Linked DNA regions of Mus musculus: regions 1, 3, 4 and 5 are each linked to region 2. A link is a contact called in public Hi-C, HiChIP or PLAC-seq and promoter capture Hi-C data. All regions are on one chromosome and are shown on one strand. The core of a region is the stretch at or near the end of the contact, and the rest is flanking DNA. Distances in the headings are between cores, read along the strand shown. Region 1 holds the start of Xpnpep3 (X-prolyl aminopeptidase 3, mitochondrial). Region 2 holds the start of Rangap1 (RAN GTPase activating protein 1). Region 3 holds the start of Srebf2 (sterol regulatory element binding factor 2). Region 4 overlaps Xpnpep3 (X-prolyl aminopeptidase 3, mitochondrial). Region 5 holds the start of Snu13 (SNU13 homolog, small nuclear ribonucleoprotein (U4/U6.U5)).

What was found. Promoter capture Hi-C pulls out the DNA fragments that hold promoters and counts their contacts. Hi-C and Micro-C count contacts between places; a contact is called where the count stands out from the background. HiChIP or PLAC-seq counts read pairs in DNA pulled down with a chosen protein or histone mark.
Region 1: a contact with region 2 is called in a promoter capture Hi-C map of the HPC-7 cell line. The contact joins the promoter of Xpnpep3 here to the promoter of Rangap1 in region 2. A contact is called at or near these places in 20 of 39 promoter capture datasets (the 3T3-L1 cell line, the C10 cell line, the HPC-7 cell line and 14 more), 6 of 484 Hi-C or Micro-C datasets (CD8 T cells, LSK cells, bone marrow-derived macrophages and 3 more), 17 of 115 datasets of contacts at active chromatin or transcription factors (the 230-238 cell line, the SCID.adh cell line, Th17 cells and 11 more) and 5 of 9 other capture datasets (adipose tissue, embryonic stem cells, liver and 2 more).
Region 3: a contact with region 2 is called in a FOXA1 HiChIP or PLAC-seq map of pancreatic cancer cells. The contact joins the promoter of Srebf2 here to the promoter of Rangap1 in region 2. A contact is called at or near these places in 3 of 115 datasets of contacts at active chromatin or transcription factors (embryonic stem cells, microglia and pancreatic cancer cells).
Region 4: a contact with region 2 is called in a Hi-C map of bone marrow-derived macrophages, with 26 read pairs. The contact joins the enhancer-like site here to the promoter of Rangap1 in region 2. A contact is called at or near these places in 1 of 39 promoter capture datasets (cranial neural crest), 1 of 484 Hi-C or Micro-C datasets (bone marrow-derived macrophages), 12 of 115 datasets of contacts at active chromatin or transcription factors (the 230-238 cell line, the SCID.adh cell line, acute myeloid leukemia and 8 more) and 3 of 9 other capture datasets (adipose tissue, embryonic stem cells and liver).
Region 5: a promoter capture Hi-C map of liver shows a contact between it and region 2. The contact joins the promoter of Snu13 here to the promoter of Rangap1 in region 2. A contact is called at or near these places in 10 of 39 promoter capture datasets (the C10 cell line, the HPC-7 cell line, cranial neural crest and 7 more), 2 of 484 Hi-C or Micro-C datasets (CD4 T cells and embryonic stem cells) and 4 of 115 datasets of contacts at active chromatin or transcription factors (embryonic stem cells and microglia).

Annotation. Positions count from the first base shown.
Region 1 is chr15:81,396,300-81,402,229 of GRCm38.p6, reverse strand. It overlaps Xpnpep3 (X-prolyl aminopeptidase 3, mitochondrial), which reads right to left and starts at 2,092. Exons shown (of 10, transcript NM_001347075.1): 1 at 1,943-2,092. The coding sequence starts at 2,006. It overlaps St13 (suppression of tumorigenicity 13), which reads left to right and starts at 2,536. Exons shown (of 12, transcript NM_133726.2): 1 at 2,536-2,745. The coding sequence starts at 2,636.
Region 2 is chr15:81,728,613-81,734,151 of GRCm38.p6, reverse strand. It overlaps Rangap1 (RAN GTPase activating protein 1), which reads left to right and starts at 4,233. Exons shown (of 16, transcript NM_001146174.1): 1 at 4,233-4,440.
Region 3 is chr15:82,144,704-82,150,820 of GRCm38.p6, reverse strand. It overlaps Srebf2 (sterol regulatory element binding factor 2), which reads right to left and starts at 3,552. Exons shown (of 19, transcript NM_033218.1): 1 at 3,331-3,552. The coding sequence starts at 3,418.
Region 4 is chr15:81,444,829-81,450,162 of GRCm38.p6, reverse strand. It overlaps Xpnpep3 (X-prolyl aminopeptidase 3, mitochondrial), which reads right to left. Exons shown (of 10, transcript NM_001347075.1): 8 at 1,667-1,844. Among named protein-coding and RNA genes, the nearest start is that of Rbx1, 19 kb to the left of the region's middle. Within about 2 kb of position 1,767, at least 16 of the 459 cell types and tissues checked have an H3K27ac peak or open chromatin away from gene starts, as enhancers often do. A contact at or near this core is called in acute myeloid leukemia and bone marrow-derived macrophages, where this site is marked.
Region 5 is chr15:82,045,373-82,051,294 of GRCm38.p6, reverse strand. Snu13 (SNU13 homolog, small nuclear ribonucleoprotein (U4/U6.U5)) reads left to right here and starts at 3,697. Exons shown (of 3, transcript NM_011482.4): 1 at 3,697-3,808. The coding sequence starts at 3,806.

The DNA.
Region 1 (5,930 bases), core at 843-3,342, 330 kb after region 2:
TCACAACACCCCCCCCCCCCAGTGGGGGTTGAACAACCCTTTCACAGCAGGCCAGGATCTTTAAATCCTGTACACTGGCTATTTATATTACAATTCACAATAGTAACAAAATTACAGTTATGAAGTAGAAAAGAAAGTAATTTTATGGCTGGGGTCACCACAGCATGAGCTGTATTAAGGGGCTGCAGGTTAGGAAGGTTGAGAACCACTGCTCTAGAGGCTTTCTAAAGAAAGGCAACTACATGTAGTTGGCTAGGTAAGTTCTGAGAGGAGTGAATGATTAAACTACATTGTATGGAAGTCTCAATAAAAAAAAAAGTATATATTTTTTAAAGAAAGGAGTAACCAAAAACCACATATTTCAAGTCCTATTTATGAGACTCAAAACCTAAACTCCAAGGATAACAATAACTAAAATGTAAAAAAAATTAAAAAAAAATGCATTCCTCTCTTCTTTGCTGTGTTCTCTTATCAGCTGGATTGAGACTATAACCACTCAGCTGTAATGTCATTGGTGGCTTGTCTGCCTCCCCTTTGACTGTAAGCAACTGGGGTGAAGTAGAGATGCACCCTCAATAGCTAACTCAAAAAGTTCCTGGGTGAAACTGCACTTTCCGGCTCATGAAATGAGAAGTTGCAAAAGGATTCTACCGAGCAGAATTAAGACAAAGAATTGGTATAAAAGACTGGACACAATCACATAACAAACATCTGGCTTAACTGTGTTTCAGTCCCTCAGTCCCTCAGTGGTAAAGATTCAATGTCACTCCTTCATTGAAGCTAAAAAAACCGCAAACCATTTAGTGGTAATATAACAAGATGCTGAACTTACTTTTCCTCAGAAACAAACTATAATATATTTACTAGATTTTTTTAATGTGTTTTAGTCCTAAAGCTGGATCAAGTCAGGATTTACACGAAGCTACAAGAAAGTCAACGATCCGAAACAAAAAGCTGGTTCTAGTCTAGTCACAGTCTGTGGCCTGCCACATTTTCATTCATTTCCGTTAAAGGCACATCTTAACTACCAGGATTACAGAATAGGCTCCGTGCAATGGTGCAGTTTTAAATAGCGAATCCAAGTATCACATGCAAATATCAAGATCAATTTTAATGTCAAATACCCTATTTTCTGGTTCAGATTTTGCACACCTCGTCTGAAGTATAATCCAACATTAGGTCTCCTTACAAAGTAGGTGACTCACTCTCCAGTATAAAATTTTATGTTAGGTTAATTGCTCACCATATTGTACACGGAGGGTTCACATTCTCCGTGCTCTATCACCTTGACTGTTTATGTAAGACTTAGGCACGTCCCTCGCTTAGTTCTTTACAAACTGAATTGCACAAAGCATTTGTTTCTAGACGTGTTTCTTCTCTCTCTTTCTCTCTCTCTCTCTCTCTCTCTCTCTCTTTTCGAGACAGGGTTTCTCTGTATAGTCCTGGCTGTCCTGGAACTCACTCTGTATTTGGATCAGGCTGGCCTCGAACTCAGAAATCCGCCTGCCTCTGCCTCCCAAGTGCTGGGATTAAAGGCGTGCGCCACCACAGCCCGGCTCTATCTTTTGAGCTAGCTCTCCGATGAAACCTATGAAAAGGCGAAAGATTTACCCTGACCTAACACACACACACACGCTACTTGACATTAAACAATTTAGTCAAGTGTGATGATAAAAGCTACCAATTTAGAATTCGAGTAACTTTGAAGACAATCCCTTGGAGTTCCCTCCTCTTCAGTCACTCCAGCTTTCCCAGAATAACAGAACCTAAAGCCCACTCTTTCCCAGAGCAATCGATCAAAAGAAAAATCCGTGGGTGGTGAGGGGGGATCAGGTGCCGATTGGTGAAGAACCACGGATCATCAACTTGTAGCTCTTTGGGCTGCTTTAGGCTTTCTCCAAAGGAAGAACCTGAAGGGGACGCCGGCAGGAAAGACTCTAACCTGAGAGGCCGCGGAGCCTTGCTAGAACGGGAGCCAGCTTGGGGGTTGAGAGCAGAGACGGCATGGCCTGTAACCACTGGTCAGGAAAAGTACAAACTCTGGGGAAAGCCACTAGCACAGCCGCGTCGCCAGGAAACCAGTCAACTGCTCGGCCCCTTCCGGCAGGCGCGGCTCGCGGGCTTTCTTCCCGGGGCGGCGCAGAGCAGTGACGTCACTCGGCTAGGTTTTGGGCGCGCCGGCCCCACGGGCATTTATTTATTTTCCCCCCTCCTCCATGCGGCGTCTCGTTCTGCTTAATGCCCATCTTCACAGAAGAAATATCTTATTCCAAATGTCTCCCTATGTCCCGCTTGAAAGCGCACAGACACAAGGTCCTTCATCCATCCCGGGGAATTAGGTCAGAGGAAAGAATCCGAGTGAGACTGTTCGCCGATCGAAGCAGGCATTGTCACGGGCAGCTACACTTCTAGAAGGTTCTAGGCGGAGCACAGGTCCAGAGGTAGGAGTGGGAATGAGCGAGCGAAGGCCCGGGGTCACGAGGCCGTTGGGGGGGAGGAGCCAGCGGCCGGGGAGGTTCTAGTCTGTTCTGCCTCGCGGCAGCCGCCCCCTTCCACTTGGTCACGTTGAGCCGCTCCCGGGCCTGGCATCGTGCCTCCGCAGCCGCCCACCGCCTTCAGCTTCCAGCCTCCCACCATGGATCCCCGCAAAGTGAGCGAGCTTCGGGCCTTCGTGAAGATGTGTAGGCAGGACCCGAGCGTCCTGCACACCGAGGAAATGCGCTTCCTGAGGGAGTGGGTGGAGAGGTGAGAGCCCTGGGCCCCGTGGACCGTTGGGGACGGAAAGTTGGGGGTTGGGGAGTGGGCCCCGAGCTGGCGTAGGGAGGAGGGGAGCGGTTCTAGGCCCCTTCGTGGCTCTTAGTGGCTTCGAGAGGTTCTCGGAGGGATCTGGAGCGTTGGGCAACTTAGGGGTGGAAAAGCAGAGGTTAGAGTTGGTTCCCCCCCACCCCCCGCAGTTAAGTCTTTATGGGGGTGTGTTTGGGTTGTGAATATTTGAGCAGTGGAAATAATGCGCGAACGAAGACAAAGCTTTTACTAAGGGATTGTTTTTCTTGAACCTGGCGTCTTGTTTAAGTCGCATTGACCCATGTGTCGTTTAAAATATTAATAGTGGTAACTTATTTATTCTATAACTTCAGTTATCTGTACTTGGCCTTACAACGATTTTAATTGCATGGAATTTTGTTGGGAATTATTTATACCCACGTTAGTTGTAGCGCTGTCACTTCAGCTACTTTAGGAATTTTTTTTTTTCCTTCAAAGACCAGTGTGCTTGCAGGACTAACTGGAGAGTATTTCGCCTGCGTACTATGATTGTTGTGCCAGCTGCTGGGAAACAGTATTACTGGGGAATTGGTTTCTCCTTTTTGTTGTTTTAGTCTCGTTGATAAAAGATTTTAAAGACAGAATTAGAAGAAAGCTTAGGCACCATTAGAATTTGAGGGTGAAAAACGCAACAGTACAAACAAACTAAATCTCTACAGCTGCCAAGGGGAGGGAGGATGTTAAGTCATGCTTTCTGAATTAGGGTCAGCAATGGAAGCTCACCAGCACTTGTAGAAATGGGGGAGGGTCGGTCTTCAGAGAAAGTGCATGTTTAGGGTCTTTGGTTAATATAAAAAAAAAAGAGATGGGGAAAAGTAAAGTTTTATATATTTTTCAATTAGAACTTAGAAAAAACAAGCAGGCTGAGCCATGAAGGTCTGAAAGCAACTGTGTGGAGTGAAGGACTCAGGGACTGTATAAGCACTTTACTTCTTTAAAGATAATTATTCCAAGCTTTTTGCATATCTTCTGGTAAATCAGCCTTTCTGAGAGGTTGTTTTCTGGCCAGGTGATTGCAAGTCCAGATAGATTAAGGGAAGGAGCTAATAAATAATGTGTAAGTTTGTTTTTTTTTTTTTAAATTTTTTTTTTTTTTTTTTTTTTTTTTGCTGGTTGAGAACTTGCTATGTAGCCCTGACTGGCCTCAGGTTCACAGAGATTGCCCCTGTCTCTGTCAACTATTGGGATTAAAGACATTTGCCAACACACCAGCTATTTTATTTTTCAAGCTAGTTTATGTGTAGTGGGTGTTTTGCATGTATATGTATGCCTGATGCCCAGGGTTGTAAGAAAAGAGTATTCAGTTCCTTGGAACTGGTGGTTGCAAGCTATTACTGTGGGTGCTGAGAATTGTACCCTGGGTCTCCTGGAGGAGCAACAATTATTCTTAATCACTTAGTTATCTCAACAGCCCCAGTATGTAACGTTTTGGGTGGTTTAGAATACAGTCTTCTCAGGGAAAGGTGGACTAAGAGGAAGTGGCTTAACTTTAATGAAGCTCAACCCCTGATACTCTTCACCTAGAAAGGACCCTTTTATATGTTTAATTTTTTTTAAGATGTATTTATTTCGTGTATTTGCTTGCACTTTAATAAGCCAGGGTGGGGAATCTGATCCTTTGGAACTGTTGTCACAGACAGTTGTGAACCATCATATAGGTGCTGGGAAATGAACTTGGGGTCTCTGAAGAACAGCAGATACTCTTAGTTGATGAGATGTAATCTCCTTAACTCTCACAGTATTTAAATCGCATCAGATGGCAAAGCTAATGCTGCTTTCTCAAGTCTAAGGCTGATTGTGAGGGAAGAGGTCCGTCTCATGTCAGTACAGCTGCCTAAATACTGTTTCAGGGCACAGAGAAATGATACAAAGTTTGTTTTTATAATTATGTTTTAATAGTTTAACAGTTTACATATTGGAGGAGACTCCTCGGGGTTAAAAGGAGGGCCACAAATGTTGCCTAGGAAGGGATTTTTTTGGGAAAGTACTTCTAGTCAGGTGGTAGTGGTAGTGTCACAATGCTTTTAATCTCAGGACTTTGTTGGCAGAGGCAGGAGGATCTCTGGGTTTAAGGCCAGGGAGTTCAAAAACAGTCAAAGCCACACAGAGAAACCCTGTCTTGAAAAACCAAAAAGAAAAAACCCTAAGGGGGTTTAAGGGGGAGGCTTAGCGTTGGTTCCAGCATACCCTTCCCTGCCCAGGAAAGCAGCCTGCTAGCTGGGATTGTTAAGGAGGAAAAGTGGGTCAACATGTGCCTGAGTTCCTAGTTACTCTGGAGGTTGAGGCTGCAGCAGCCATGATTCTAGGAGTTTCAGACCAGCCTGGCCAAACATAGCAGGACCCAATTAAAAACTGGTCCCTCCCCTCCAGAATAAAGAATAAAACAAAACCCCACACATTAAAGCTGTGTTTCAAGAGTGTGGATAGGCACTCCTTAAGACATGAGCAAAAGCTGGTGGGGTAGTTTTCTTTGGGGTAAATGGACCTGGTGATTACTAAAAATGCAAAATATTTTAACAAGCATATTCTCAGGAATAAAAGAAGTCAGTGATGTGTGCTGGCATTCTTCAAAGCCTGTTGAGCTTTTTTTTTTCTTTTCCTTTCTCACTTTTATAGCTGTTGTAGGACTTTTACTCATGTTAAGAACTTACAAAATAACTATAGTAACTATTAAAACAATGGAGGAGAACCCTAGGTATGCTTGTATAATATGGCTTTGAGTTCTGGTACATACCCTTTAATAATCCTATGTTTTGAAGCCTTTGCTTTCTCAAAAACAAAAGATGCATAAGTTGCCATTAGATATTTGTTAGGACTAGGAGTTGAGGACTAGCTTTTAGTGGCTTTTCCTAATGAACAGCCTGCTAACCCAAAAACTTAGGATATTTGTGTTCTTTCAACCACTCATATCTTGTTAAATGAACGTGAGTGTCAGTGGCACATGCCTCCTTTAATCCCAGCACTTGTGTGATAGAGGCAGGAGGATCTCTGAGGTCAGCCTCTGGTCTACACAGAGAAACCCTATTCCAAAAAGCCAAAACAACGACAAAAAATTTTCTGGTATGTAATAGACATACCAAAGGAAGAGTTAAAAGTCATTCTTAAGA
Region 2 (5,539 bases), core at 2,984-5,483:
TGAGCCTTCTCGGATTGACCGCCTATTGTCAGGAGCTTCCTCCGAGGAACCGCTTCTGCTTCCCTGGGAAACCAAAACTTTTCTATTTCCAAGGTCTTTATTCCTTAGGGGACTTCCCAATGAAACTCCATCTTTAAACCTGACTGGCCTCAAACTCGGAGCTCTGCCTGCCTCTGCCTCCCAAGTGCTGGGATTAAAGGCATGCACCACCACCACCAGGCTGACTTTGGTCTTTCAAATAGTGCTAAGACTCTGAAAGTATATGGGGACTAGTTAAGTTGGACTGAATGCACTTTGCATTATGAGAAGGCAAGGAGCCTATGGGAGCCAGGGGGCTGGAAAGTGATGTTTGAATGAGAAATGCCTAGATCCATTTTGGGCATTTGAATCCTTGGTCCTCTACTGTGTTTGTGGAGGCTTAGGAGGTGTGAGCTTGCAGCAGGAAGTAAGGTCCTGGGAGAGTTTACCTACTGCTCCTGTCATTTCTAGTTCACCTTCTCTGTTTTGTGAGCTCATAAAGATCGGGGCTTTCAACATCCACTTCCTGCCAGTATGGTGTGCCCATTCCTCTGCTGCTCTTCCCCGACATCACAGACTCGTACCCCCCAGAACCATAAAACCAAAAGAACTCTTTCTTCTAGAAGTTGCCTTTAAAAAATAAACTTTAAAAATTTTATTTACATTGGTGCTTTGCCTCCACATATGTCTGTATGAGGGTGTCAGATGCCCTGGAACTGGAATTATAGGCAGTTGCGAACTGCCATGTGTATACTGGGATTTGAGCCTCGGTCCTGTGGAAGAGCAGCGAGTGTTCTTAACTGCTGAACCATCTCTCCAGCCCTAAATTGCCCCTTTTTTTTTTTTTTTTTAAATCACAGCAAGAAGCCGGGCGTGGTGGCACACGCCTTTAATCCCAGCACTCGGGAGGCAGAGGCAGGCGGATTTCTGAGTTCGAGGCCAGCCTGGTCTACAGAGTGAGTTCCAGGACAGCTAGGGCTATACAGAGAAACCCTGTCTCAAAAACAAAAAAAAACAAAAAACAAAAAAAAACCATACACACATACACACACACAAATCACAGCAAGAGAAAAGCAACTGCAATAAGCCCCTGTCTCAAGTAAATAAATAGACCACAGACTAGACATTATGGGGCACTTCTGTAATTTTAATATTTAAGAGCAAAGGGCAGAGGATCAGGAGTTCGAACTCATCCTTGAATTTAGATTCTCAAATGTGAGAGTGAGAAAAAAGAAAGAAAGAACGTCATAGGCCATTGAGATAAGTCACTGGGAAAAGCTGCCAGATGCCAAGCCTGAAGCGCGCATGCATACACACACACACACACACACACACATACATACACACACACACAAAATAAATGTAAAAAGTTTTCCTCACTGGAAGTAGTGGTAGTGGAGGAGGGCTGGAGAGATGGCTGAGTGCTGAAGAACACTGGATGCTCCTCCAGAGAACCTGGTTTCGATTTCCAGCACCCACCTGGTGGTTTGAGCCTGTCTATAACTCTATTTCCAGAGGATTTGACATCCTCTGGTTTCCATGGGCACAAGGTACAAGAAACACACAGATGTACATGAAAGCAGTACACTAATAGACATAAAATAATACAATTTAATTTTTTTGAAGAGGCTGAATATAGCATTCAGCATGTAGAACTTGCTCCTCTTCCAGAGGGACCAGGGTTCAATTCCCTGTGCCCGTGTGGCAGCTCACATCAAGTGTGCACCACACATACATAGTGGACAGATATCCGTGCAGCCAAAACACCCGTACACATGAAATAACAATCCTTGTAAAAGAGAGGAGCGTGACTTCACACACAAGATCAGCTAGTGACAGACAGACGACCGTAACACAGTCAATAAAGGAAGGCATTAATCACCGCTTCAGTTCTCAAGGTATTGCAGTGTGTTCATCCCCGCACTTGGGAGGCTAAGTCAAGAGATCTTAAGTTCTAGGACAGCTTGGGCTATGTTTAAGACTGATCTTGTCTAAAAGTAAACAATGTGCAAACCTTCCATAAAACAAACAAACAAACTTCATGCATACTGGAGAGACAGCGCTGACATTAAGAGCACATGCTGCTCTTGGAGAGGACCTGAAGCAATTATAACTAACATTTTCTTTATATAACGGTCAAAAAAGTTACCCTGGTGGTGGTGGTGGTGCACACTTTTAATCCCAGCACTCAGGAGGCAAACGCAGGTGGATATCCAAGTTCTAGGCCAGCGTGGACTACAGAGCAAGTTCTTGAACAGCCAGGGATACGTGGGGAAAACCTATTTTCAAGTATTATCGATTGGGGGCTGGAGAGAAAGAAAAAGTATAAGCCAGGCAGTGGTGGTGCACACCTTTAATCCCAGCACTTGGGAGGCAGAGGCAGACGGATTTCTGAGTTCGAGGCCAGCCTGGTCTACAAAGTGAGTTCCAGGACAACCAGGGCTATACAGAGAAACCCTGTCTCAAAAAAAAACAAAACAAAAAAAAAAACAACAAAAAAGTATATATATATTATATGTTTCTGCCTGCAAGTATGTTTGTGCCCTACATGTATGCAATGCATGCTGAGGTCAGAAGAAGGCTTTGGATCTCCTGGAACTGTAGTTCCAGACTTCTGTGAACTGCCCTGTGGGTGCTGGGACTTGAACCTGCGTCTTCTGGATGTGTGACTTACCTGCCGAGTCAACACTCCAGCCCTACTCCACACATTTAAAAAAAAATAATAATAATACTCTTTGAGGATAAGTTTTAAACATCATGTCTCTTTATCTCTAATCATTTCAGCAGTTTTCTCCAAGAAGAAAGAAAATATAGAAGAAAATACATGTCACCCCAATCTCTCATTCAACAATCAGACAGACAAGGATTCCATATAGAGTATTTTCCCACACACCCAGCATTCACTGATTTTTGCAGCATACAATGGTTGGGTGTCTGCCAAGGACATTAGAAGTACATGCCAGGAAGAGTAAAAAGACTTCTCTTACTTTATTTCACACTATCACACATACTCCACAGTACAAAAAGCAAAAAACAAAAACAAAAAAAAACCCACCTTATATTGATAGTAACACTTACTATACAGACACATTTTGCTAATTATTTTAGTATTGTCCTTTATAGCAAATCTCTGTTGCCCCGTGAAAGATGAAACCCAGGCCCGGGTATTTCACTTATTAAACATGTCTGTTTCATATTTATTTGTTTAATTTTTAGGGCTGGGGATGAACTCAAACTCAATGCATACACTTATCATTGAGCTATGCCCCAGAGCAACCGTTTTCCATAGTCTTTTTTGTTTGTTTGTTTTTTTCGAGACAGGGTTTCTCTGTATAGCCCTGGCTGTCCTGGAACTCACTTTGTAGACCAGGTTGGCCTCAAACTCAGAAATCCACCTGCCTCTGCCTCCCGAGTGCTGGGATTAAAGGCGTGGGCCACCACTGCCCGGCTTCCATAGGCTTTAAGGAGTAACATTCTTCAAATTGAATGGCACAGGAGAATTTGGAACAATACAGACCAGTTATTCTGGAAGATGGTTTTGGCTTTTGTTTCTCTCCTTTCTCTCTCTCTTTCTCTCTTTCTCCCCACCCTCCCCGGCTCTCTGTTTCTCCGTCTCTTTCTCTCTGATTTGATTAATTTTATCCATTTGAAGAATGGACAGCCATGCTGTGTCATCAGTGCGCCATGCTGTGTTCATATTGATGTTAATATGAACCAGTTGGTTAAGGCGATGCCTGGAGTTTGTCTCTATTACAAAATGACTTTCTCCATTTTTAAAAATTATCTTTGGAGTTTCCTTTCAATTTCAGGGGAATTAGAATTTGTTTTTAAAGTCATTTCTTTTAGCAAGTAGATCCCTATCAATGCTGAAGTGATCCAGTGATTCACTGTTTCGCCTTTGTCAATAAAGTTGCATGAATGAGCGCTAACCTCTACGGAAGGGTGCGGCTACTTCGCGGCATGGTCTGTCGGGATTTGTAGTCTGCGGGCGCTTCCGTCAAATACCATCCCACAGAGTACTGTAGAGAAAGAGCCAGAAGCCGAGAGGGCGGAGAGGAGGGTTGCGAAGTCCGAGCGCTCTGCATCATGGGAATTGTAGTTCATCGCGCGCGTCCCGCCATGCCAGCGCCGGAGGACAGGACTTCCTTTCCCAGTAGGCCCCGCAAGCCGGCCCGGCAAAACCCCGCTCCGGCTTGAACAAATCAAATCGAAGGAAAGAAACTGCCGGCTTTCAAAAATCCTCCTCCGCCGCCATAATCGCTGGGGATCGTGGAGCAGGTGGTGTGCACGAGCTAAACGAGGAGCCGCGGCAGCAAGGAGAGGCAAGCAGACTGGTCACTGGGCCTGGCCCCCACGCGGACTCTCAAGCAGTGACCGACGCGCGCGTTCCGTCCCCCCACGCCGCGGTGCCGCTAATTTGTGGTGAGTCGGGGCCCTCACGCTCTTCCTGTCACTTGCCTGGGCCACCAGGGTCTGGGTGGGGCGAAGCGATCGCCTTGCTTCTACCCTTTTGATCACGCTGCGCCCGGCTTTGGGGGATGGGACGCTGGGCGCCGCTGCCCCTTGTACGTTTGGGGAAACTGAGGCCTAGAGTGGCCACTAGCCACAGCTTCCTCTCGGCGGTGGCGCCTCCCGTTGCCATCCATCTCACCTGGAGGCGGTAGGAAGCCGGCTGGCGTGCCGGGTGGGGCTACGCAGTCCATCGTTGCCTACCCAGTCGGCCCACGTCCGCGCGGGAAGCCTGGCATGAGTCACTGCTGACGCTTGGCTGGGTCGATGGATGGCCGTGCACCTGAGGACGTCCCCCACGCGGCCGCCCAGGAGGAGAGGGCGTTTGTGTATTGACCGTTTGTGCCTGCTCTCTCCCAGGCCGTCTGCTGACCTTGGATAGCTCAATACCATCCCTGTTTTGCTTTGGTTAGTCATTCTTTAAAGTGAATTGGGGAGGGCTTGTGTGTGTGTCTGTGTGTCCCTTCCACCTGGAGCCCTACCTACCACCACCAGTTTTTAATCTCATTGTCCCATCGTGGAACTGTAAGAGGTGGCTGAATTCCAGATAGATTTTTACTCATCTTCGTGTTTGTTGGGTTTCTGGCCCGTGACAGCTGGCTAAGGTGCCTATTTAACCTACCAAAGCGGACATGGCCTCCAGGTTCTCCCAGAATCCCTCAGTCCCTACTTGAAGTTTCCAGTCCCGGGGCTGGGCTTGCTTCTCTCCCCTGAAGCTCTTCACTATATAATCCTGACATTTTGGTCTTCTCACTTACCCTTCCATTCCTCTGTCTGCATTTCTCTCACTTTCTGCATATGTGAGCTCGTTTTTCCTTCTCTCCCCCACCCCTCTGTCTCCCTGTTTGCAAGGCGACTTTCCTTCTTTGGGACCAGTGAACCCACTAGAGCGCTGTCCCCAATAAACCTGCCTTTATACTTTAATTTGGTTTGAACTAGCTTATTTGGTCTGAGGAGACTACCTCTCAGTGTTGTCATTCTTTGAGCCCTCGAATATCAGGCCTTATACTGG
Region 3 (6,117 bases), core at 2,303-4,802, 420 kb before region 2:
CCCCGAGTTCTAATCCCCAGAGCCCACAGGAGGCTGAGCGTGGAAGGCAGGTCTGTAAGCCCAGTGCCCCTTGTTGGCCAGGATGGAAGGCAGACAGGGGAATCCTTGGAAGGTCAGAGGCCCAAGAGCCCGAGAGAAGATGCTGTGTCAAACAACAGGAGAGACACTGCTGCAAAGAAGATGAAAGCCAAAACCTGACGCCTGAAGTCATACTGTAAGGGCAAAACAGACACCAACGCACACCTATGCCCACAATCAGAGGCACACACACACAAACCAAAAAAAGATAATGAAGCCAACAGTTAAAAAAATAAATAAAACTCCAGACTCTGGCATTGCTTCAGAGAGAATGACATTGATATTCTTCCAAAGGGCTTCATTCCATCACCTAATTTATCTAGGTTATCTCAGTCCCCATTATAAGAAAGTCCTTTCTTATTTATATAGTGTCCTGCTGAAATTGTTTATTTATTCTATTTTTTTTTTTTTTGGGCAGTATTGGGAATTGAACCTAGGACCTCAACATATGTTAAGCAAGAGTTCTACTGTTGAGCTGCCCCTCCCCCCTCCAGCATTCTTTTTTAGTTTGAGATGAGGGTCTCACTAAGTTGTTTGGGCTGGTCTTAGAACATGAGGTGACCCCTCTGCCTCAGCTTCTGAAAGCTGAGATGGCTTATGCTCCACTGTGCTCAATTGCATTGTCTTTGTGGTAGTAGGTATCAAACTCATAAATTTATGAATTCCAGGCAAGCACCCTGCCATGGAACTATATTTCCAGGTCAGTGACCATTTATTTTACCCCAAAGAAATAAGAACTTAGGGCTGGTGAGATGGCTCAGTGGGTAAGAGTACCCGACTGCTCTTCCGAAGGTCTGGAGTTCAAATCCCAGCAACCACATGGTGGCTCACAACCATCTGTAACAAGATCTGACTCCCTCTTCTGGATTGTCTGAAGTCAGCTACAGTGTACTTAAACATAATAAATAGATAAATCTTTAAAAAAAAAAAAAAAAAAAAGAAAGAAGAACTTAAAGAACGTAAAGCTCTCCGACTAAGAAGAGACCCTGTTGGTCTTGGACTCACAGCTCCTTGAGCTCCTGAAGGCAGCCATGAGACTTTTAGGCTTCCAGTTACAAAAGTGCATTCATATCACCTCTCCTCTTCCTCCTCTTGGATGCACATGGGCTGCTCACCCTGATCCAATCATGGAAACTATACCTAATACCGTTTAGTATCCTGTCCCAGGTACTCATACAGACATTCCATAAACAGTGAGCATTCTCACTGTCCCAAGGGCTGTTCTCGGTGCAAAGAACAGAGGGAAGAAAAAGAAAGGTGGTTTGTCCCCTTGTCCCGTCGTACCACGCCCCCCGCCCCTCCAGTAACCTGCTCAGGAGAACAGAGGGTTCAGGGGACACTTCCAACTAGCCCGGTGTCCTTAGCTTTGTTCAACTGGTTCTTCTTGTCTTTTAAGGTCAATGGCTATCTCCTTGGTGTGATCTTTCTGGTAAACTAGCCTTCAAGGAAGCTTTCCCACCTCTGACTTGCACTTGCTGCCCTAGGCACATACAAAACCCCAGGTGGTCCTAAAATTTTCCGTGAGACTTAGCAATCTATAAGGTTAATATTAACCGCTAAGATGATTTAATAGACTGAAAACGCAGACAAATAAAGATCATTATAAAATGTAAGTACAAAAAAAAAAAAAAAAAAAAAAAGACCAAGATGAATTTTCTCTTGTACCTGCTGGCAGGCAGTTTTAGACATCCTTACTGACTAGGGAACCCTGGGTATGCTAATGAACAGCGCTGGGCTTCAGTCCCAACAACGGTGAGGGGAGATGGCCAGTCTGACATCCATCTTTATCTGACAGGGCTGTGATAAGTATTGGGAACCTGTGTGAGTGCTTAACACTTTTATCTTGTACCTGGGTGCTCAAAACACTTTAGCCACTCCCACGTTCCAAGGAGTAACCCCTCCCATTCGTTAACCTATCTTAGTGTTTAGCGATCCTTGGTGGAAGAATCTGTGGTTAAAAGTGGAACTTCCAATACACGGGCTTGTCACACTGTCTGGATGACCAAAATGAGAAGTAAGGGCGAACCCTAAGGGAAAAATGCTACAAAATGCTACAAAAGCAAAACAGGCACCTGGCCAACACCTTCTTTAAACAACTGTTGTCACTCCTTTCTCCACGAGAGAACCTTCTACCTGCTTCTTCGCCTGCGAAGCGAGGATGTGGCCATCACATCTGCCTGCAAGGTTCTAGATTCTAGGTGTAGTAACATTCCATAAACTGAGTCACTGCCTAGGAGTTCTGGACTCTCTAAAGTAAGTGACCTTAAACGACACCTCCGGCAAAACTGAGCGATACCCAATTCAGCGGGATTGAATAAATGAACTAACGCAAAGTATTTGGGACTGAGAACTTCAGAAGAGCCCTGACTACTGAGAATGACTTAATTACTAGCCTATTTTTCTTAAAGGTGGAGTGGAAAGAAACTAATAGTGGCTCAGAAACAGAAAGAACTGGGCTTTGTTAACCAGCATGATGACCGCGGGCAAGTCTGGGACCCTCTCCAAACCTTCCTTCCCGTGGCTGAAAAGTGAGAGAATTTTAAGAGAGGTTCCCTGGGCTCCTACCAGTTCTTCCACTTCGCTGTTAAGGCCGCCGAAACAAAGGCCACCAGCTCCCTAGTCTGTACCCGAGGGGCCACAACTCAAAATTCTTGCTGCTCAACTCCCTTTGCAGTGCGACAGCAGGAGCGCCCGGGTCTCCATCCAAGGCCGCCGCACTCTGCGGTCTCTGTCCACTCCATCAGTAACTTGCTTTTTGCAGCTGTTGCCCAAAGTTTTCCAGAGCGCCCGCAGACCCGGCTGTCAGTCAATCCCGAAAAGAGCGGGGGCGTGGGGGAGCCGAGCCCGGGAGCGCAGTCCGGGAAATCCCGAAGCCGCTCCAGTGGCCAGGCAGGGAGTGACAGGTGCGACGCGGGACGCCGGCGAAGACCGGACAAACCAGAGCGCGTGTGGGCGCGCGAGGGAGGCAGCCGCCTCGCTTTCTCCTCTGGCGGCACTCGCGACGCCCCCAGCCCCGCTTCGGGCCCCGCGGCGCCCACGACTCCTCAGCCACCGGGAGCCCTGCGTCACGACCCGGGCTCAGACTCTGGAGCCAGAAGAACTGGGAACCTCCCGGGCAGCCCGGCCCCCGCGGGTTCCTTCCCGCGCACGCCGGGGCGATCGCGGGGTGGGCGCACGCGCACCCGCGAGCGCCGCCGTAACCCCTTCCTCCCCGCGCGCCCCCCGCACTCCCACCCAGCCGCCGCCACTCACCGTCGATGTCCCCGAGAGTCAGCTCATCGCCCAGCTCCGTGAGGGTCTCCATGGTCTCCAGAACGCCCAGCTCGCTGCTCTCATCCATCGCCCAGCTTGGCGCAGAGTCCCCCGTGAGGTCCAGCTCAGGGAGACGCGGAGGCGGTACCGCCGCCACCGCCCATGACACCCGACAGCCCCCACCTGGTACCGCCTCACCGCCCCGTGCCAACCGCCGCCATGTTTGAGCTGCGCCCCGACTCCACGGAAGGGGCGGGGCAGAATTCCCCCGCCCCGGGCCGCGCCCACTGCAGCCCCGCCCCGAGCCTCCGCACCCCCAAGTTTGTTGTCAATGGGACCAGGCTTGCATTAGCCAATCGGCGCGCGAAGCGGCTCATGGGGTGATGGTGCGTCATCGATCAGCAGCTCAGATTTGCATAGCGGGACTCCGCCCCTCACGGCATCCAAGCGCCAGCGGAGAGTAGCCGCCGGGTCCTCGTCCCAGCCTTCTTCTGGCTTAAAGGAGCCGCTACTTTTCCGTTGGATCAGCTCCAGGAGCAACTTTGTCGAGAGCCCGGAAATAGAAGGGTTAACGCACCGCTGTCCGGCGCTACCTTCTACCACCGCCCCCTTTACTCTAGGAGCACATTACGTCATCTCCCCAGTTGCCTCTTCCCTCCCCCTAGCTCTGGGTAGAATCATAGTACCCTAACATTCTGGGATAGGCTATCCAGACCCTAAGTCACACTTATCCCATCCGAGACTTAACAGGGTCTTGAGATCACCTGAGTATTGTGAACATTTTACAACTGGCCCTCAATTTTGGGAAACCTCGATCATTCTAAGGCCTTCAGACAAGGTCATTTGTTCAATGGTCTCTCCAGGTGAGGCCCCACTCCTGCAGTCACCTCACTGCATCATCTTACAGGTAGTCGGTCACACTGCACACAAAGGTGCACGCTTCCAAGAACTTATCCGAAGAAACAAAAAGATTAGTGTTCCGAGGAATGCTATTAAGTACATGTATTCAAAGACATTCATCACAAAGTTCTCTAACGGGAAAACAGTAACACAGTAAGGCATCAGGTACATAAATTACCTCCAAACAGTAGAATATCAGGGCATCGTTAAAAAAAAGAAATGCTGGAATGGACATCTGAGAAAGGACCTAAGTGTATACTGAGAGGAAGAAGGTTTTCATGGCATACATAGGAAGAGCTTCTTGTGAGTCTGAGGCAGTTGTTCTTAGGGGGTCAGAGCTGAAGGCTCTGTGGGGAGACCTGCATATCCAATAAGCCACTTCCTGCTCCTGGGCTGGCTAAGCAACTGTTTGCTGATAAGCCTGGTTTGTCATCTTTAAAACAGCACAAGACCACAGTTGTCATTGTCACATTTATTTGATTTCCGTGGCAAGCAAACAGCTCTTAACTTCTGGGATGAAGTGTTCCAGCAGGCTCTGAGGGGGAAAGGGTCTCCAGTGAAGGTATTGCAGCTCTGAGAGGGAAAAAGATCCTGGCAATCAGGCGCCTGGGAATACCCACAAAGTCACATCACAACAAGTCTCACAGGAGAGATTTACTGGGAGAGGCGCCTCTGCTGGGGGACAAGAAATAGCAAAGAACTGAGCAAGAGACAGGGTTTCTAGGTGGGGTTGGGGAAGCTGTCCAGAGTGGCCTGAATTTTTTTTGTGTGTGTGAAACCTTGCCTCAAAAAAACAAAACAAAATCAAATCACTAAACAACAAAAACAAAACAAAACACACACACACACACACACAAGACAGACTAGCCAAGGAAAAGTAAAGATAAGATGAGACTAACAAGGGGCTGGATATCACGACTCTGGCCTGGGGCCAGCAAGATGGTTCAGTGCGGTGCTTTTGGCTAAGCCTGCTGACCTGAAATCAACCCCTGGGACTCACATAGGTGGAGAGACCTGATTCTCAGAAGTTCTCTGACCTTCATGTGTGTGCTTAGCAACTGGCCTGGGAAAGGACAAAAGGAGGCTCATTAGAAATGGTAAGGTGGGTGGGGGGAGGTGCTAGAGAGATGGCTCAGTTGGTTAAGCACTGACTGCTCTTCTAGAGGTCCTGAGTTCAATTCCCACCAACCACATGGTGGCTCACAACCATCTGTAACAGGATCTGATGCCCTCTTCTGGTGTGTCTGAAGACAGCTACAGTGTACTCATATAAATAAAATAAGTATATCTTTAAAAAAAAAAGAAATTGTAACAGGATGGCCACCACACTGGTCCCACACCTCAGCAAAAAAGACATCTCCCTCCAGCTTTGTCCACATAACTGAATGTCCCTTCAGCTGGCACCTAGCTCCCACTGGGATGACAGCTTGTCACACTGTACAAGCTACTCCTCAGGAGCTAGGTTGTTATTCGAAGAGACTGTGCTAAGTGACTGTTACATCCAGATACCTACCATGGATTGGTACATCGTAGAAATATTTCTCATTGACTTCCTCTGAGAGCTTTGCCTTCAGGCGTCCTCCACCATCTTTCAGATGTTACTGCCTCTAGGAGGCTCTCCAGTTGGACTAATCAAGAGTTTAGCTGGAACGAGCTGAAACAGACATAATGATGGCTGCCGGTTGGTAGTAGGGCAGATGCTAAAATCTAGAGAGTTTGATTGTCCAAGAAGAAATGCCCAGAAAAGGGAAGCTAGGTCAAAATACCTATTCATCTAAAGAAGAGAAGAAAAAGTCTAAAAGAGAGGATAAACCCCATGAGGCTCACCCTTAGAAGTCCTCGACATATCTCTGGAGGGCAGAGGAGAATGGAGGACTGCCAACCTGA
Region 4 (5,334 bases), core at 518-3,017, 280 kb after region 2:
GAGCAGTTGGCCCTCTTAACCACTGAGCCATCTCACCAGCCCTACATGGAACTATCTTGTCATCTGCTCCCCACCCCTCCAAGCTGTGTTTTTTTAAGACTTCTTGGTGAGCTTGAAGCTCAATGGCTGGCTAATTAGGTGGTGAGCAAGTCCCCAGAGGTTCCTTTGGTCTCTAGCTCCCAGAGCTGAGACTTTGGGAACAGGCTGCTGTGCTCAGTCTTTTTGTGTATCTATGTGTACTTTGTATCTATCTCATGACCTAAGAGGCCTGAAGATGGTATCAGATCCCTTGGAACTGTAGCTACAGATGGTTTTGAGCCTCTATGTGTGTGCTGGAACCCGAGTCCTCTGGAAGAACAGCCAGTGCTCCCAAACTCAAACTCTGGGCCATCTATCTAGCCTATACACCTACTTTCCCCCCCACCCCCAAACAGGGTTTCTCTGTGTAGCCCTGACTGTCCTGGAACTCACTCTGTAGACCAGGCTGTCCTCAAACTCAGAAATTCGCCTGCCTCGGCCTTCTGAGTGCTGGGATTAAAGGCGTGTGCCACCACCGCCCGTCTACACCTACCTTTTTATGTGGATGCTAGGGATCTGAAGTCAGGTCCTCATGCTTGTGTTAGAAAGCACTTTACCCACCTAACCATGTCCATGTCTGGCAAACTGTTACTTCCTCAATCCACACTTACGATACTGCTTTCCACCTCACTGTCAAATGTATTATGCACAGTATAGTATACTGTATAGACCACTGTCAAATGCATTATGCACAGGCTAAGGAATTCCAGTGGATTTGCCTACCACACATCCTCTATTTGATCCCCAGCAAAGGGGTGGGGAGATTGCCTTTTTTTGGGAAAGGAAGAACAGCAATGTTCTATTATCCTTACAATTTATATGTCTTAAAAAGGAAGACACAAAATATGAACCCACACTTAGAATCCTAACTCTTGGTCTGTGGAGATAGGAGGATCAAGAATCCAGAGCCATCCTCAGCTGCTGAGTTCAAGGCAAGCCTGGGTTACACAAGAACTTGTCCCCACCATAAATGCAATAAAAAAGACATACATCTCTCCTGGGTAGCCTACTCTACCCATGTCAAGTTGTAGAGTAGGCAGGACTCTGTGTTTACTGGTATGGATAGTTCTGTTAATTAAAAATTTGTTGGCTTGGTTCAGGGAATTTATAACTTCTTTTCTTTGGTAATAGGAGTCCTGGAAGTGTAAATTTGGAAATGGAGGCTGCCTAATGCTTGTGTGGCTCAGGGTCTGCAACTATAATGGATGTCATACATTTAGGTGTAGACAAAACTGGGCGTTTTGTAAAGTTTCAATAGTGTAACTGAGCCAATAAACAGCCTCCCTTCTGACCTCCAGAACCCCAGCAAAGGATTAGGAGTTAACCCTCTCTCCTTGTTTGTGTTCTTCCCACTCTCTGCCTGTATAGACTTCATCTTGTGTCTGAGTACTGCACTGGCTCTCTAGCAGGCAATGACTCAGAATGTGCTGCCATCTTCTGGCAAAAAGAAGTACTGACTCCCTTTGTTTTAATCCAATCCATGTTAAAGCTAAATCCACTTTACAAAGAATTAGCTTTTCCAAGCAGGGCAAAAACTGAGCAGCATGTTGCTGGCCCTTCTGAAGGACTGGCGTGAGGAGGGAGGTACCTTGAAGGCGCTTTCCTTGCTGGTCTTTGTGATGCCCAGATCCTTAAGCTTCTGTCCTATCAGCGTCAGCATCATGCTGTAGATGTTCTCCAAGCTCGTCCCAGGGGAACACAGAGTCAAACAAGCTCTTTGGATTTCCAGAACAGCTTCATAGAGCTCTGCCTGAGGGGCGGTGAATCTAAGCACAGGAAAACCAAGGAAAGTGAGCTATGTATCCAGTAGTCAGGCCTGGCCGCAGCGTTTTACCAGCCAGCCATCTTGCTGGACCTTCAGTAGTTTCTTAAGGTGGAAGTTTAGACATTACTGACTTAATCATTCCCCCATCCCTTTTTACTTTTTATTTCTTCCTAGTGCTGCAGTTTAAACCCAAAGCCTTGTGTATACTAGGCAAGTACTTACCATTTACCTTTCCAGGTTAAACATTTAAGGTTTATGAACTTCTCAGCTGGGCATAGTGGTATAGGACCCAGTAATCCCAACACTCAGTAGGCTGAGGCAGGACTGTATCTTTAAGGCTGTCCTGGGCTACATGGCATGTTTGCAATAGCTTGGGTTACTTAGTGAGATCCTGCCTGAAAGAAAAGTCACACATTTCCCTTCAGCTTTATTTCCCTATTATCCACACAGAGTATCTCCATTACGACACAGAGTGTCTCCATTACTACACAAAGTATCTCCATTACTACATAGAGTGTCTCCATTACTACAGAGTATCTCCATTACTACACAGAGTGTCTCCATTACTACACAGAGTGTCTCCATTACTACACAGAGTGTCTCCATTACTACACAGAGTGTCTCCATTACTACATAGAGTGTCTCCATTACTACAGAGTATCTCCATTACTACACAGAGCGTCTCCATTACTACACAGAGTGTCTCCATTACTACACAGAGTGTCTCCATTACTACATAGAGTGTCTCCATTACTACAGAGTATCTCCATTACTACACAGTGTCTCCATTACTACACAGAGTATCTCCATTACTACATAGAGTGTCTCCATTACTACAGAGTGTCTCCATTACTACAGTGTCTCCATTACTACACAGAGTGTCTCCATTACTACATAGAGTGTCTCCATTACTACAGAGTATCTCCATTACTACACAGAGTGTCTCCATTACTACACAGAATATGTCCATTACTACACAGAGTGTCTCCATTACTACACAGAGTGTCTCCATTACTACAGAGTATCTCCATTACTACACAGAGTGTCTCCATTACTACACAGAATATGTCCATTACTACACAGAGTATGTCCATTATTACACAGAGTATCTCCATTACTAGTCCATCCCAGACACACTGTAATTTACTTTGCTGATGCCTTTTTGCTACTTTGTCTTTTTTTTTGTTTTTTGTTTTATTTTGTTTTATTTTTTTGGTTTTTTGAGACAGGGTTTCTCTGTGTAGCCCTGGCTGTCCTGGAACTCACTCTGTAGACCAGGCTGGCTTCAAACTCAGAAATCCACCTGCCTCTGCCTCCCGGGTGCTGGGATTAAAGGCATGCACCACCACGACTGGCTGGTTCTGATCATTTTAAAATTAGAACCTCAGAATGTAGCCCAGGCTGGCCTTGAACTCTTTAAAAACAATATATAGTCTATTGTGATTGCTGAGATCCAAAAGGCAGTCATATGACACAGTATTATGTGCAGTAACTGTGAAAGCAGGGGAGCAGGGTGGTGGGAGGATATAGGGGACTTTCAGGATAGCATGAAATGTAAATGAAGAAAAATATCTAATAAAAAAAAGTGCGGGCTGGTGAAATGGCTCAGTGGGTAAGAGCACCCGACTGCTCTTCTGAAGGTCCGAAGTTCAAATCCCAGCAACCACATGGTGGCTCACAACCATCTGTAACATGATCTGACGCCCTCTTCTGGAGTGTCTGAAGACAGCTACAGTGTACTTACATATAATAAATAAATAAATCTTTTAAAAAAAAAAAGTGCAGTAACTGCAGAGCCATCATTAAGCCCCTGGGCGTTAACTCTTTATCAAGTTAAAGTCTTCAGCTTCTCAACTGCACAACAGGGGTCCTCTGGAAGAAAAAGCAAGAACTCTTAATCTCTGAGACATCTCTCTAGCTCTATTTGGAGATTTGAAAATATATTTTGTCACTGGGCATGATGGCTCATGGCTTTAATTGCTGCAGGCCAGAGGCAGAGGTAGATAGATCTCTGAGTTCAAGGCAGCCTGGTCTACAAAGTGAGTTCTAGAAAAGTCAAGGCTACACAGAGAAACCCTGTCTTGAAAAACAGATTTAGGTCCTGGAACTCATTGTGTAGACTGGGCTGGCCTCAAATTCAGAGATCTACCTACCTCTGCTCTGGAGTGCTGGGATTAAAGGCCTGTACCACAGCCACCTGGCACAAAAAACATTTTAAATAAAAACCCTTAAGCTTATGAAAATAAAAAGATGGAGAAAGTTATTACTGTGAGAACATCAGTCATAAAGAAGCTAAAATGACATATAGCGTCTTGACCTTTTGGCTAAGATCAGGTGTAGAAACTTGACATTAATACAAACAAAATAAACATCAGGACTAGTGTTGTTGGAGTTGAAGCAGAACACTGATGGTAATGACAGCGATGATGACAGTGGCTATGAGTGCACGGATTCCTAAGACAGCTGCACACACAGGAAAGCTGGAAAGACTAAAGAGAAATGAGCAATCACACGCAGTCAGTTTTTTACAGTCTTGTTAATTTATAGGACAAGTGTTCGTAGGTCGTGAGATCTTCCTGTAAAGTGATGTGCTGAGTACCTTCAGGCTATGTATTCCTTTAAACACGTGAACATTTTCCCCGGCTGTAAACTAGTCTCAATGGACTTCAAAAGGCTGAAGTGTTGTATGCTCTCTGACTACAGTGGAATTAAATTAGAAAAACTGTAGCAAGCACTGAGCCTGTGAGGTAGTGAGTCAATATTCTGATTTACTTCTGACAACACTTGTCTTGATGTTTATTTTGTTTGTATTAATGCTACTCTTTTTTTTAAAGATTTATTTATTTATTATTATACATAAGTACACTGTAGCTGACTTCAGCTGCACCAGAAGAGGGTGTCAGATCTCATTACCAGATGGTTGTGAGCCACCATGTGGTTGCTGGGATTTGAACTCAGGACCTTCAGAAGAACAGTCAGTGCTCTTAACCGCTGAGCCATCTCTCCAGGACTCATATTAATGCTACTCTTTCAGTTTTTATTTATTTGTTTGTTTTTTAAACTATATCAAAACTGAAAACTAGCCTGGTTCATTGTTTTTTTCTTTCTTTCTTTTCTTTTTTTTTGGTTTTTCAAGACAGGGTTCCCCCCCTCCCTCTCTCTCTCTCTATACACACACACACACACACACACACACATTTAAAACTAAATTTAAAAAAAGAAGAAAATAGCCTCAGACTGAAAACCCCAACATCACTAAATTTACCCATTTCATTTGATTTACATTGGGTAGTGGTAGCACATGCCTTTAATTCCAGCACTTGGGAGACAGAGGCAGGCAGATTTCTGTGTTCGAGGCCAGCCAGGGCTATACAGAGAAACCCTGTCTCGAAAAACAAAAACAAACAAAGAAGAGGAGGAGGAGGAGGGGAAAGAGAAGAAGAAGAAAAGGAGGAAGACGAGGAGGAGGAGGGAGAGGAGGAGGAAGAAGA
Region 5 (5,922 bases), core at 2,448-4,947, 320 kb before region 2:
CAGCCCCAATTAAGTGTTGTCCTTTATGAACTGCCTTGGTCATGGTGTGTCTGTTCACAGCAGTCAAACCCTAACTAAGACATGTGCTAAACAGGAATTAGTTAAACGGAATAAATCACTTTGTATTATATTTCTATAATAAAAAGCCCCAGACAGGATTCTTTGGAAAAGAGTATATTTTGGCTCATAGTGCTGGCCTTCTGGCTGGCAGAGTGTCAAGATGGCACAGAGCACCATACGGCAAGGGACAGTGGAAATACATATGTACAAATGTCTTCTCATTGTATACATCCATGAGAATACAGCTTATGCTCATAATCCCAGCACTTGGCAGGCCAAGGGAAAATCACTGTAAATCCGTGGCCAGCCTGGGCTACGTAGTAAGTTCTAAGCCAATGTTTTCTAGAATAAGACCCTGTCTCAAAAACAGGGAAAAACAAAACAAAACAAACAAACAAAAACCCTAGGGTGTGGAGAGATGGCTCAGAATTTCAGAGTACTTGCTGCTCTTAACCAGGACCTGGGTTCAGTCCCCAGCACCACATACCACCACACACCTTTAATCCCAGAACTCAGGAGGCAGAGGCAGGTGGATCTCTATGAGTTCAGTCAGCCTGGTCTACATAGGACTCCTAGGCATCTAGTGAGTTCTAAGCCAGCAAGATTACACTGGGAGACTCTGTCTCAAAAATGAACAACAAAGCCGGGCGGTGGTGGTGCACGCCTTTAATCCCAGCACTTGGGAGGCAGAGGCAGGCGGATTTCTGAGTTCGAGGCCAGCCTGGTCTACAGAGTGAGTTCCAAGACAGCCAGGGCTACACAGAGAAACCCTGTCTCGAAAACAAAACAAAACAAAACAAAAACAAAAAAGACAAAATGAATAAATTAAACCACCAGGATCCAATCACAAGGGCTCTACTCTGACCTAATGGGCTGCAGGATCTTAATCACTTCCCAAAGACCCCACCTTTAAGCCCTAAAATCAGATGGTAACCTACCCTCTTAGTTATACTTTTTGTTTTTCTGAGGCAAGGTCTCACGTAGCCCAGACTGACCTTCTATTCGTTGGGTAATGAGGATGACCTTAAACTTCTGACCCTCCTGAGCGATGGAGTTCTAGGTGTAACACGCCGGCTCCTCTTAATACTATCAGCATGATTTTAGGAATCAAATTTCTGTATGAATTCAGGGATATAAGACATACTCAAGCCATAGCATATTCTTAACAAGATAGTGATTGGCAGAAATGGTGAACAAACTGGCATGTGCTCAGTAAAGCAAAAGGAAGGAAGAACTAAAACCTGGGGGGGGGGGTGCAGAATGTGGATGGATGAGAAACCAGTAAGTCACAACAAGTATGTAGGACACATTTCTAAAATAAACTGGTTTCCAGAATATGTCAGCAGCTATTTAGTTGCTAACAAATTAGAAAAGGACGGGATGATTCTGAAAAAGAAAAAAAAAAACCCTCAGGGAACAGAATTAACTAGATAATTAGGTGGGGTGTTGATAGACTACCATGATCGTGAAAACAGCATGTCCTGTCTGGAGTAGTGGCACAAAGGCCTGGAATTCCAGCACTTTAGAGGTGGAGGCAAGGGGATTCCAAGTTCACAGAGAATCAGGAGCTTATTCAGAACAAGTTCAAGGGCAGCCTGGGAAACATAAGTCTCATCTTAAAGCAAAACATCCTAAATTAGAGAGAGAGGAGAGAGAGACAGAGGAGAGAGAGACAGAGACGGAGACAGAGGGAGAGAGAGAGAGAGACTTCCTTTGGTATTGGAACCACTGGTAAGGTATCCATGCTACCATAAGCACCCCTTAATGAAACCCATTGGGTCATAATAAAGAAAAGCATGCATGGTAGAACAAGCCTGGAATCCCAGCACTCAGGCAGCAGAGGCAGAGGCAGGTGGATCTCTGAGTTCAAGGCCAGCCTGGACTACAGAGTGAGTTCCAGGACAATCAGGGCTACACAAAGAAATCCTGTCTCAGAAAAAGAAAGGAGAGGAGAGGAGGGGAGGGGAGGGGAGAGGAGGGGTTTCTTTTGAAACAGGGTTTTTCTGTCACCACTGCCAGGCGAACTAAATTATCTACTCAGTCCCCAGAAATTCTTTTATCCCACTCACTCCCTTTTGAAACTGGGCTCTTTCATGTTCTTCCGTGAATTTGTGTTGACACCCCACTACATTTTGGAAACAGGGTTTCTCTGTGTAGCCCTGGCTGTCCTGGAACTTACTCTGTAGACCAGGCTGGCCTTGAACTCACAGAGATCTGCCTGCCTCTGCCACCCAAGTGCTGGGATCAAAGGCATGCGCCACCATTGCCCTGATCAATATTCTTAAAAAGTGTCTCTTATGTGTGATTGTTTGCCTGCATGCAAGTCTGTGCATCACAGTGCCCATGGATGCTAGAAGAGGCAGTTGAATCTTTCTGTAACTGGAGTCACAAGTGTTGTCAGTTGCCATGTGGGTGTTGGGAATTGAACCCATATCCTATAGAAGAGCAGCCAGTGTGCTGAACCAGGGAGGCATCTCGCCAGTCTCTAGAAATGTTCCCTCCTGTTGGCAGTTTGAATCCATGTGGTTGCCTGACCCCCAATGCTAAAAATCTCAAGGTCCGGTTTTAGCTTTGCCACTGTTTGATTCCTGACAGTGGGCAGGCTTCCCTTCTTTACACTTTGTTCTCATCTGTAAAAATGAGGAACTATTTTGTAAGGCTCTTAAAGGTCCTCCCAGTTCTCAGCTCTACAGTTGTGACACAATGAGCTGAAATTGGCTCTAATGGTGGGGTCTGGGCTAGATCCAAATAGCCCCAAGATGTGTTTGGCATCATGTTGGAAAAGACTGAGAAGCCACGAGGATCACGGAAGAGCTCATGGGAGGGAGCGCTAGACTTGAGTTTATCCTTTCATAACGAAGTTTTGGTGCATCACTAAGAAAGGGGCAAGATGCTCAGAAGAAGGAAGCAGGTGTCCTACATAATTACTCCAAACACAACCTCCCTGTCATTCACTAACTAGCCCCCTAGTCCAATGGCTCTTGACCTACCCATTGCTGCAGCTCTTTAATACAGTTCATGTTGTGGTGACCCCCAACCATAAAATTACTTTCGTTGCTACTTCATAACTGTAATCTTGCTACTGTTATGAATCGTGTCTTCCGATGGTCTTCGGCGGCCCCTGGGAAAGGGTCTTTTGACACACACTCCCCAAGAGACTCACAACCACTGCATTATTCCAGCTAATTGTAGAAATCAACCTCCGCCTGAGAGGATGGTTTTGAAAAGGGTACACTATGTACTCAGAAAAAAAAAAAAAAAAAAAAAAAAAAAAAAAGCCTGGCGTGGTGGCGCATGCCTTTAATCCCTGCACTTGGGAGGCAGAGGCAGGTGGATTTCTGAGTTCGAGGGCAGCCTGGTCTACAAAGCGAGTTCCAGGACAGCCAGGGCTGCACAGAGAAACCCTGTCTCGAAAAAAAAAAAAAAGCCTGGTTATGAAATGGCAACCCTCACAACCCGTTGTACTAGTGTGCCACTTCCCGAGTGGTTTATTCACAATCTTTTGCCGATCCTAACTAGAACGCTAATAAAATCTGAAAAAACGCATCTCCCACATCCAAAGATGACTTCAGCACTCTCTTCTTCCGGGAAGGGGGCGGGACGCCGTCATTGCGCGCGCTCTGTGGCGTCACTTCCGCTTCCTGCCGCTTCTGAAGTGATTTCCGCTCCTTTTTCCTGCGCGGCGTTTCAGTCCCTCTTGAGTTGGGCTGTCGTCGAGTCGCGGCGAGACCGGCGCACCGCAGCCATGGTGAGTGAGCGCGGCGGGCCGCAAGCACGGGGAGCGCGGGCCGCGGGCCCTGTTCGCTGCGTCTTGGGGGAGGTGGAGCGCGTGCGACATGTCGCCCGCCCCGAGATGGCCGACCTCCAGGCCCGGGGCTGGAACTCCGGCGGCCCGCGAGGTCGTTCCTGGGGCGGCGGAGTGGAGATCCCGGGCAGCTGAGGTCCCAGGTCGCTGCGGCCCGGTGGGCTTTGCAGCCGTGGGCGTGCCCAGAGGCCGCGGCGAGGGGACAGGCATGGCGCAGCGTGGGAAAATGAGCGCCCCACGTGGGATGGTGAACGCGTGTGGAAGCCCGTCTGTTCTCCTTCTCGTTTTCTTTCTCTTTTCTTTTTAAACACTGGGGGATGAGGTGAAATCCCGGGATGCGAGGCACTCACTACCCACGTCTTCTCCACTCCCGGGGTTGAGGAAGGGGATCGCCGTGGGGTCCGCAGCCAGGGTCTGTCGGGAACTAAGACTTAGGGAATTCGGGGGCGCTTTTTGGTTTAGTTTGTTTTTAGGGGCTCATGGAGCCCTGGTTGGCCTTGGAACTCTGTAAACTAAGCTGGCCTTGAGCTCTCAAGAGATCTGCCTCACCAGTGCTGGGATTAAAGGCGCGTACCATCGCGCCCTCCGGACTAGGTAACCACCACCACCCCACCCTCGCCTCCTTTTTTAAATTTGGGGTCACATGGAATGTGAAGGAAGCTCAGGAAAGGCTCCCACCATGAGAGCGACCGACGCCTTCAGAAATCCGTGGTCCTGGTAGCCCCACGTGGGATGATAGCGTTTGAGCGTCTCCACTTTGTGATGGTGTACAGGGCTCCGTTTGGCTGAGCCCTTTCAGGCCTGGTGCGATTTCATCCAGCCCTTGGGTGGTCGGCTTTGTTTTCGTGCTCCCACCCCTGAGGTTTAGCAACTACTGACCGAGTCTAGAGTTTGAGAGAGAGAGAGTGGCTGAGCCAGTGTTGAACCAGGGAAGAGTTTTGAAGTGCGGTGCTCTTGGTGAACTCTGCAGCAGTTTGTCTAGGCTGGGAAGTGGGGACAACGGGTCGCTTGTAGCAGGCGGAGTACAAACATGCATCGCTTAAGGACGGGCGAGTTCTGGCTTTGGACATGAGATCTCCCTGCCTTGGCCGGCCTCCAGAATGCTGGGCTTACAGGTGTGTGCCACTACACCAAGGCTGGTCAGTCATCATTCTTGGATCCTCCTGATTAGACCAGGAGGCTGCTGCCATAGCAGATGTACTGCTTGCAGTAACGTTTCTCTAATACACAAAACCAGGAAATATAGACTAGTAACAGAGCAGTAACATCAAACACTACATAATTCGATGTACCACCGATTACAACTATCCTACAGTTGATGAGTTTACAACATTAATAAGGTGTTTAGCTAGAACTTAAGGCTGCTAGTATCACTGGCTTCTTTTCAGCTCTGTTGGAATTTTAGGTTAAACATGCCCTTGTTGACAGAGTCATTTTTAGGCACTATTTGTCAAATCAAAAATCTTGTATGTTTCACTGTCAGGTAGATGCGGGGACCAAATTGATTAAGCCTAGGGATTTAAGTTTGCTAGCCTGGGCTTTTTAGCCAGCCTTGTCTCCAAAAGGTCATTGCTTGTTTAGCATGATCAAGGCCTTGAATTCAATTTCTGACATCCCAGAAAAAAATTTACAAAACTAATCCAGTAGTCTGTTGAATTGCTTCCCCACCCCCAGACAGGATTTCTTTGTGTAGCCCTGGCTGTCCTGGAACTCTGTAGACCAGGCTGGCCTCAAACTCAGAAATCCACCTGCCTCTGCCTCCGGAGTGCTGGGATTAAAGGCGTTCGTCACCACTGCCCAGCTTGAATTGCTTTTTAACATTTGAGACCTTAGAGGTAAAGCTAGGCGTGCATTTGCAGGTCAGATTACTTGAAAGTAATTATTTGATCGAGCACAGGAATTCAGAGCCAGCCCAGGCAACCTAGCAAATTTCTGTAGAGGAAAAAAGAATAGAGAAGTAAGTCAATTCAAACCAGTAGAGGGAGAAAATAGTGAAAACCAGTGATAAAGCCAAAGAAATGGAATAAGTAAGGCTTAGAAGACACCATGAAAATTTG